2 separate regions of the Hordeum vulgare genome follow, and region 2 is linked to region 1. The links are chromatin contacts, called in public Hi-C maps. All regions are on one chromosome and are shown on one strand. The core of a region is the stretch at or near the end of the contact, and the rest is flanking DNA. Distances in the headings are between cores, read along the strand shown. Region 1 has its middle 350 kb from the start of LOC123403166. Region 2 has its middle 430 kb from the start of LOC123406199.

The links. A called contact is a pair of places that touch in the nucleus more often than the background predicts.
Region 2: a contact with region 1 is called in a Hi-C map of seedling, with 2.8 times the contacts expected there. The contact joins two enhancer-like sites. A contact is called at or near these places in 1 of 6 Hi-C or Micro-C datasets (seedling) and 1 of 1 datasets of contacts at active chromatin or transcription factors (embryo).

What each region holds. Positions count from the first base shown.
Region 1 is chr6H:243,281,697-243,285,992 of MorexV3_pseudomolecules_assembly, forward strand. No RefSeq gene overlaps it. Among protein-coding and RNA genes, the nearest start is that of LOC123403166, 350 kb to the left of the region's middle. Within about 2 kb of position 1,860, at least 3 of the 3 cell types and tissues checked have open chromatin away from gene starts, as enhancers often do. A contact at or near this core is called in seedling, where this site is marked.
Region 2 is chr6H:244,233,495-244,238,022 of MorexV3_pseudomolecules_assembly, forward strand. No RefSeq gene overlaps it. Among protein-coding and RNA genes, the nearest start is that of LOC123406199, 430 kb to the right of the region's middle. Within about 2 kb of position 1,302, at least 3 of the 3 cell types and tissues checked have open chromatin away from gene starts, as enhancers often do. A contact at or near this core is called in seedling, where this site is marked.

The sequences.
Region 1 (4,296 bases), core at 610-3,109:
TCGTGTTATTGATTGTGTTTTAAATCGCAAAAAAAATTCTTGTCTCAAGAACTCATCTCCTTGACCCCAAACCTTTGCCCAATGATCATGTCATGTGTATAGGACCATAAACTATTTTTTATAAAATCACAAACAAAATTCTTGTCTCAATAACCCCCGAGTTGAGATTTGTACTACAAGTCCTCAATTTAGGAGAAATGTTTTACCCAAAAGAACTTATTTGGATCCTATTATCAAAAAGACTTCCCAAAACCACAAAATAATTATTTTAAAAGTTATTTTCCTATTTTATTTAAATACTTCTTTCTGATACCAAAAAAGGTAATTCATAGGGAAAAATTATTTTCTTACTTAAAAAATATTTAAGAAAATATAGGGAATCTGAGTGAACATATATTTTCCATATATAAGAGTTTGAACACATGGTCATGTTCAAAATATTGGACAAAACTCCGCAAAAACCCTTTCTGCCTATTTCAAGCTTTTGAGATATTCCCATGGGAAATATTCGCAATATATTGCTTGAAAATTGTAGCAAGTTACACATGATGTATGTGGTGATCCTCCAAAGTTGAATCTCAATCCCAGTTGGTTTGGTTCAACAAAATAGCCCCAAACCCTCAGTGTTCAGAACCAAATTTGAGCAAGTTTACATTGCGAAGTTTATCCAATTGTACTCAAACTTTACACGAGTGATCTAGACCCCAAATAAGAAAGCTACACCAAGTTGTGCATATGTGGGGATATATTAGCCTATCCTAGGCTTTAGAAATATGATTTTGTCCATTTTTACGGTTTTTCAAGTTTGCATTACCAACTTTTCTCAAATGAGCTCAAGTTTGTGATACCTCTTGTTTTTACCCACAACTCCATCTTGTTAAGCCTCACAACAATTGGGAAAAAGAATCTTGCCCAAAACCCCATTAAACACCTTTAGGCAGAGACCTAAAACTACTCCTTAGCCCCCAAAACTATTCCCTTGCCACCAAAATGTTACCACAGCTTCTCTCAGACCCAGAGCACCACCACGAGCCACCCCAACGTCTAGATGCATGATTGAGGGGGTGAAAGTCCACTTGCTCCCCTCTAGACAACATCTTTTCTCCCCTCTCTCTGTTCGCTCCCTTTCCTAGCCAGCATCCTGAGCATGCAACCCTCCCTCCCCCTTTAGAGCATCTCCAACAGTCTGTATGTTCAATCGTTGGTATAAGTGTCCACGTCAACAACCAACAGCACATCATACAAGCTCTTCAATGGAGTGTATGTTAATTGTATGTAAAGTAATTAAGGGGGTCAATTAAATATTAAAGAAATAACCATGCTTGCCTCGGAGCTTGTGCCTGAACCGTTGCTTCAAGTTCATACGATGTCATTCTCTCTCTTCTTTTATTGTACGTCATGTCATCAAAATCATCTACGTGACAATTTTATCAACGATGATCGTACGATCATTGGAGATGCCCTTATTTATTTCCCCTACATCCTGTCGACACCATGCCAGAGCAGGTGAGAAACATCATCATGTCGGCCACACTTGCACTCTGGAATGCGGTACACGACAGCTGAAGTGCTGACCTCACTCCGTGCCCATCACCTGGCCTCTTCGAGCCCCTCCCGCGAGCAAGCAGCTCCGTCTCAACGACCAACTCGCGCCAAGTCCTCGGCCTGTCCTCTCTGCCCCTCCTGCTGCTCCCCACGCATGTGCGTGGTGCCGCCAGAGACCCCCAATGAGTGAGGTCACATAGGCGATGCCCAGAGCCCCTCTACTTGTCCCCAACCCCCACTGCAACATCGCTTGCAGTCCCTAGGTCGTGCCCATGCCACGCGGCCGGCCACAACAGTCCAAGGCCTCGCGCCCGAGCCCTCCCGTGCATGCTACTCACTGTCGCCACCGCGCGCCTATAGTAAGGCCTCCCCGAGGCCCCCTCACCTCTGGACTCTCTTCCCCGACCCCAATCGCACGCCTAGACCACCTCTTCCCCCTCTCCTACTCTCTGCGCTCGGGATCGAGGCGAGCGCCGCCATCTCTGGACACCGGTGCCAGCATGGTAGGGAGTTCCTCCGCCCCTGTTCCTCTATGATCTGGAGCCATGGGACGGTTGTCACCCTTTCCCCCCTGCTTGCCGCCTTGTTTGCATCCAGGAACAACTCCGGTGGTCGTCACCTGAAGCTCCCTGTGTTGCATGCCTCATCACCAGCGAACCCCTAAGCCCCGACGACCTCCTCCACCTCTCACTAATCAGGGGTATCGCCGTGTGTCTATCTCTGCCATCGTCGCGTCAATCCATCGCCGGAGTCACTGCCGGTGAGCTCCTCCCCTTCACTGTCGTGGGGAAGGAGATGACCGATGGGCTCCACCTATCATCTTGTTCCCTCTCTTCTCTCCTCTCTGGGCCACTGACAGGAAGGGCCCATGGTCAGGGTTGAACGCACGCGTCACACGCGCCTGGTTCGGCTAGGTCATCTCAGCTACCAGCTTTGGCCCACAAAGGCATAGTGTCTTTTCTGTTCTTCTATTTTATCTGCAACTTGTAAAAATTAACTAGGATTAAATAATGGTCCAAATGCAATGGTTCAAAATCCTAAATTTTCCAAAAACCTAAGCTATTTAATGGTGTGACTTGTGTAATTTTTACACAAAGAATTATGCTTTTTTGTTTAAAACCCTAGTTATGAATATTTTAACTATCTATTAAAATGCCTTGTGATACTTTTTACAATTAAAATTCAAAATCCAATATTTTTTACAAGACTTATATTAACTCTAGTATTTTACAAAAATAGGTTGACATTTTTCTGAGTGTGTTATTTTTACAGTTTTTGCTATGGCCTTATTATTGTCGTTATAATTGTGACGATAGATTGCGTTGTTGACATGGGGCTTGGACCAGAAGACTTTGTAGACCCCAGAGACTTTGTTAAGCCAGGCAAAAAAGCCCCTTGAAGATGACTTGAAACCATTTATGCATGTCATATGGAATTTTATTTCATTGCATCAGAAGCATGTTGAATGGGTGACCACCTCGGTGGGTTGTCTCTGATGTTTCCTCGTTGATACTTGCACTGAGCATGACCCTACCATCCTATGAGGATCGTGCGGGTCGTAAGTAGTTTGGTCGCTAGTAGTTTCTACGCAAATGGGATGGGGATATGGATGGTAACAGACAAAGGGAAAATACTTTCGAAGACTTTTCAGAAACCCCGTCGGGTGCCACTAATGCCCGAGGGAGATGGTGTTGACCTAGGTAACCTCTTGACAAAGAAGTGGTGTACCAAGGCAAGTGAGCGTCTCTGGTTTTTGAAAATGGATTTGATTTAAGATGTGTTGACCATCTCAACCTTACATGTGCGACCATGATACCCCTTTGTGGGATGGGGCATTGTTGATTACTTTTGTCGATGCTAGCAGAGAGCCCGCATTACTTGTGGGGGAAGGTTGAGTCACTCTCTCGAGACAGGGTGGTGCTAGGTTGGCGACCATGGGCTGTTTTCGCATACACCGGGTGAGGGAGTTCCAGATTAAGGGGTCCTCGGGCAGTCGTGTTGTCCCTTATGGGCCAATCATATGGGTTGCATAATTAAAGATCCGATTATTTGACGTCTACATAATCAAGATGGAATGCTCCGAAGACTAGGCATGCACTCCAAGGCAGGAGGACTAGTTCGTCCCATCTACCGCCGATCTATGTCGGTAACATGTAACCCTACGGGCCCTAGTGTCTATATAAACCATGAGATCTTTTGCGTAGAGGCCGGTTATCTCATATAGAGTTTAGCTCGTACGATCTCGAGGTAGATAAACTCTGTAACCATCATTCCCCATAAATATAATCAAGCAGGATGTAGGGTTTTACCTCCTCAAGAGGGCCCGAACCTGGGTAATCATATTATCCCCCTTTTTTCTGCAACCCATAGATTTTTCGGTTTTGATGCTGACATTGGTGCCTTAGTTGAGAGTTCGGCCGTTGGATCACCGAAAGGATCGATGGCTCGCTTGATCATCAACGATCGAGTCCGCGACAAGGGCATCTTCGCCCCCGAACATGTCTCCACGCTCGGCGTCTTCACGCCGAGCACGGACATAACCGACCATCCTAGCCAGATCATTGGTTTTGTCCCCGGTCACTAGATAAGGTTCAGAGAATTTGAACTCTCTGCCGACTTGTGAGGCAATCTATTCCCCGCTAACTTCAGGGCCACGGCCGATGAATGGCAAAATCCCGAAGCCTTGTCTCTGGGTCCCCTGACCGATCATAGTCTTCATCCTTCGTTCTTTGGAGAGTAGGCTTCAAGCTC
Region 2 (4,528 bases), core at 52-2,551, 950 kb after region 1:
CATCAATATCCATCACATGCTATTATGCAAGGTATTATTTCATGCGAGATTTTTATCAACATAACCTAAAATCATGCAATATATGCACCACCACAATCATCACACAACTTTATGCAAATTTGGATTCAAGATGCTTGCCTTAGGGTTTTGAGGAGGGTGATGTATATCCCACATCTTGGAGTAGGTATCCTCTCTTCAAAATCCTAATTTGAAAAATAATTGAATCAACACACAAACATTAAAAGACACACAAAAGTTGTTTGAATACTTTTAAAATAAATATGTAAACAAACTAGAGGCCGTTAGAAAATGGTAGGAAAAAGAATCAGTCCATTTGGACTTTCCTATAAAAAGTTATAGCCATATTAAGATTCTCCTAGAATCTGTTTTAAAAATCTATTCTAAAATAAAACGCTTCGGAAACGAATGCGCTTTCTAGAACTGAAAACGTATTTTGAGGGAGGCATTTACCTACGGGGGAGGCGCAACAGTAGGCAGCACCACGCGGGGCTGAGGCTGGCTCGCCGACAGGCGGGACCCGCCTGTCGGATCCTCCTGCTTCCTCCCGTGCGAGCGTGGGCAGAGCAGAGGAGATCTTCCGGCGAGGCTCGCCAGCGGCACAGGGCACCTCCCTACGCGCTACGACTATGCACATGCTCGTGGGGGCACACCGCATCCATTTTTGGCGGTTAGGAGAGCAACATAGCTCAGGGCTGGGCGAAGCTTCAACAATGGCGGACGACGTTTCCGATTCGGTTGGTTCAGCTTACAGTGCCTTCTTGTCGAGCTCGAGAGGTGGCGCAGCTTCGAGAGGGTCTAGGGAGTGCGGTTGGTGCGGTGGGGTGCAATAGGGGCTTCGGCTGTGGCGGATCTCATCAGAGAGTTGCGACGGTGCTACTGTCACAAACGAGCAGCTCCGACAGAATTGAGGCGAGGGGGAGGGGGCTAAGATTCAGGAGAGGCTACTGAGGAGCTCAGAGGGGCTCAAGGACTCCTTTTATAGCTGGTTTAGATCGGTTCTGCAGCGGCCTCCGAATAAGAACGCAGGAGACAGAGCTACCGGTGGTTCAGGCACACAGCGGCGATAGCAGGGCGTCTGGGGCAGCAAGGCAGCGAGCAGCTGGTGCACGAGAGGTGGTCTAGGGAGTAGGTGGCTGGCTGAGGCTGCTTGGGCGGTGTCGGCCACTGCAGCGACACAGAACAATCCACGCCCGTCGCGCTGCCGCTGCACTGGTCGCGCACAGGGGTGGCGACCAACTGTCAGGGAAGGGGGCTCGGCGCGGCTCTAGAAGCTAACCAAAGTCGCAAGGGGCGTGGTGACGCGGCGGCACGAACAAGCGCGTGCAACACGTGGGCTCTCGGGCACGCTCACCAGGTGCTCGATGAAATGTTGGTGTGGTCTACCATGATCTGTTGTAGCTAACACTTAACAGGGGTGGGTTAGAAGGTAAGGCAAGGCTACTGGACATGAGGGTCTGGCTGGGGAGGCAACTCCACAGTGCACGTCCAAACTCATTCTAAATCTAGGCATGCACCACAAGTGCTTGATTAATTGCAAGAGGCCTCCAATGAGCTTTGATGCCAACCCAATCCTCCAAATTAGGGTCTCACTAGGTTCTAGCAATTGTGGTGAGGTTAGTTTGGCAAAAAGCAAAACTAGCTAATGCAAGATTTTGAAACATATATTGATTGACAAAATCTTGAAGCTATCATCACATGCACTTAAAATCATCCAATGGGGCTCATCTCTTGGAGTTAAGATTTTGGTAGGGTTCCATACAAGCATGCAAAATTTCAAAGCAAATAGAGGGTGAAACAATATGGTTGTAGTACAAATCATCAAACTGGACCAGAACAGAAAAATGAATGTTATGCTAGTTTTTTCCAAAGCACATAGTGGGGTTTTTGCACAAAAGTGGATCTCATGCATCACTTGACATCCCCAAATTTTTATAGATTTTTTGAAATATTATTTCTAGGGGTTGTAGTACAAACTCAAATCTGGACCAGATTAGAAAAGAAGTTAATGTTCTCAAAAATTTCAAAACACTTGGGTAAGTTTTTGCATAGATGTGATCCAAGGACATCATAGGTCAACTTCAAGTTTGTATAGAATTTTCAGAAGTGGTCACAAGGTTGTAGTGCAAAACAGGTCCTTAAAGAAAATATAAGTCATTTTTCAATAAAGGAAACATTGGAAAAATATTAAAATAAATTCTCCCATGAAATTTCCAGAAGAAAAGAAATGTTCTGATGCAAGTACTTGAGGTTCCCACATAAATTTTCAAAAACTTTTACTTAGGGAAAGCATCTTTATAAAGGAGTGTTTCATAGATTAATTGAAATCCAGAAATTCAGATATTTAATTAAGCATGGACAAAATAATATCCCATCTAATAAAGAATTCAAGAGGGTCTCAAGTAAGAGCTCAAGCACTAAATGATCTACAAAAATACCACTTGAAGAGAAATCTTTTGTAAAGAGACCTAGAGAAAAGTCATGAAGCAACTTATTTCTCAAAACTTTTGGTTCTAGGCAATATTTTATTTCATAAAAATATTATTAAAATTTTGGGGTGTGACGGACACTACCCCCTTTAAAAATAAATATCGTCCCACATATTTTCTTAGGGAACAAAAATAATTCACTCATGGAAGCATGGAACAGGATCACTCAGTTGCACGTACAAACAAGGCAATCATATAGAAAACAATCACTCATATGCGGTTGCAAACAATGCAATCAAATAATACATCGCTACTCACCTAGCATTAGGAAAAACATACTACCGGACTAACGTACAGTCTAAGGACGGTCAACGGGATACATGCAAGGGGTTGCCGAGAAAATATTCTCGGTCAGGGAAAACACATTTCACTTCTCCTAGAAGGAGTTTTGAAAATCATGTCCCCCCTTGGTCTGACAACAATCACATACCAATGGAAGATTTGAAAATTTTCCACTAGTCTGGGTGAGAATTATTCCACCCGTTGATCGGTCAACACCCTTGGTGATGACCTAAAGGGCAAGGGATGGGCAAACCAGGGCTCCTCCATACTGGGTTGTGAGGCAACACAACTACCTATGTGTGTTTGTATCCAGAACTTCCGGACGAATCCAAGTGGTTACTCATGGGGAGGACTCGCTCGGGGTAGCGTACTTGGCGAGAAGTGCTAGGAGAGGTCATGGGTGGCCCAAAAGGTACCTGGTTTAGGGACAGACAGTATGACACTCATGTGACCTGGTTCATCGGGGTGGAAACTCGGGTATCAACTCCGAGGTGATACATCACTCGGGTAGCTGGCTTGGTGGATAGGTGGCCACACCCAAAAATTTAATCTAAGGCCATGCGGATTAGTAAATTTACTTATAAAAACAAGGTGTGCAGGCATCCTGCAATGTTATTAAAAACCGTTCTATCACAATCACGTGAATACAACGTTACATGGTAACGTGGTTACTAGGACTTGACAGCTACTTTGATGGACTCGCTCAGCCTTCACTGGCCTCTGAGCTGGAGGGCTCAGTAACCAATAAGGCCCCTCTATTCGCCGAGGCTCCTGAGTCAACAGGGCCATGGAGTGGGGCTGCAGGGTTGAAGTGGCGACGACGTCTCGGACGATGTGCTCTTGGCACAACTTCACTACAAAAGGCATCCAAACTGCGGTGAAGTTCTGCCGAGGTCATGAAGGATTCAATAGGTCTTCCAACCAAGATGTGCTGGTTGCTGGAGGCGGTTGCGGCTTCATGGCTTGCCGGGGTCCGGCGAGCAGTTGGCGTGCAGCTCATTACCTAGTCAGAGGTGATCTGATCGATGAGTGCCTCATGTGCTCTCAAATAGCGTACAACCTGCACCGAGGTAGGGTCTGCCTCAAGGTCTTTGCTGGGAACTTGGGTCAGACTACCATAGCCTTCACGACTAGGATAGTAGCAGAACGATCGACTATTCATCCATGGTGACACATGTCGTAAGTGGACTATAGCCTCTCAGGCTGCAAGCTGACGGGCTTGGGCTTCGTTGGTGGTTGCTCTACCAGTGAAATGGTGAGGGCACTCCAACGAGGAATTCCCTCCATAGATGTGCACCGAAGTCCAAAAGTAACGAATAGCATCACTAATAGGCTCCTCATGTACAACATACACTCGGGTTCTTCTATAACAAAAATTGGCGGCTGAGGTCGGCGAGGATGACTATGAAGTCTCCTCGCTCGGGCACGAGCATCTCGTTGTAAAGAACGTGGCCAGGCATGTTGCAAGCGAGGGTTTTTTGCTGGGGTAGGGGTCTTAAGGTTGCGGTTGGCTGGGTTGAGGCAAGGCCTTCCTATATAGGCTAAGGAGTCTATCATCGCACGCTAGAGGATGTGACAACTTCGGTGTCACTCATAGATAGCTTAAAGGCTGGGCTGACAAGTTAGGCACCGACTGCCAAAAGGTGTCGGATGGCTACTATGGTTGGCTATTGGGTAGGCTAGGATGGGGTGTGGATATATAAATATCGGTTTAGGGATAGCGACCTAGCTAAAATAGG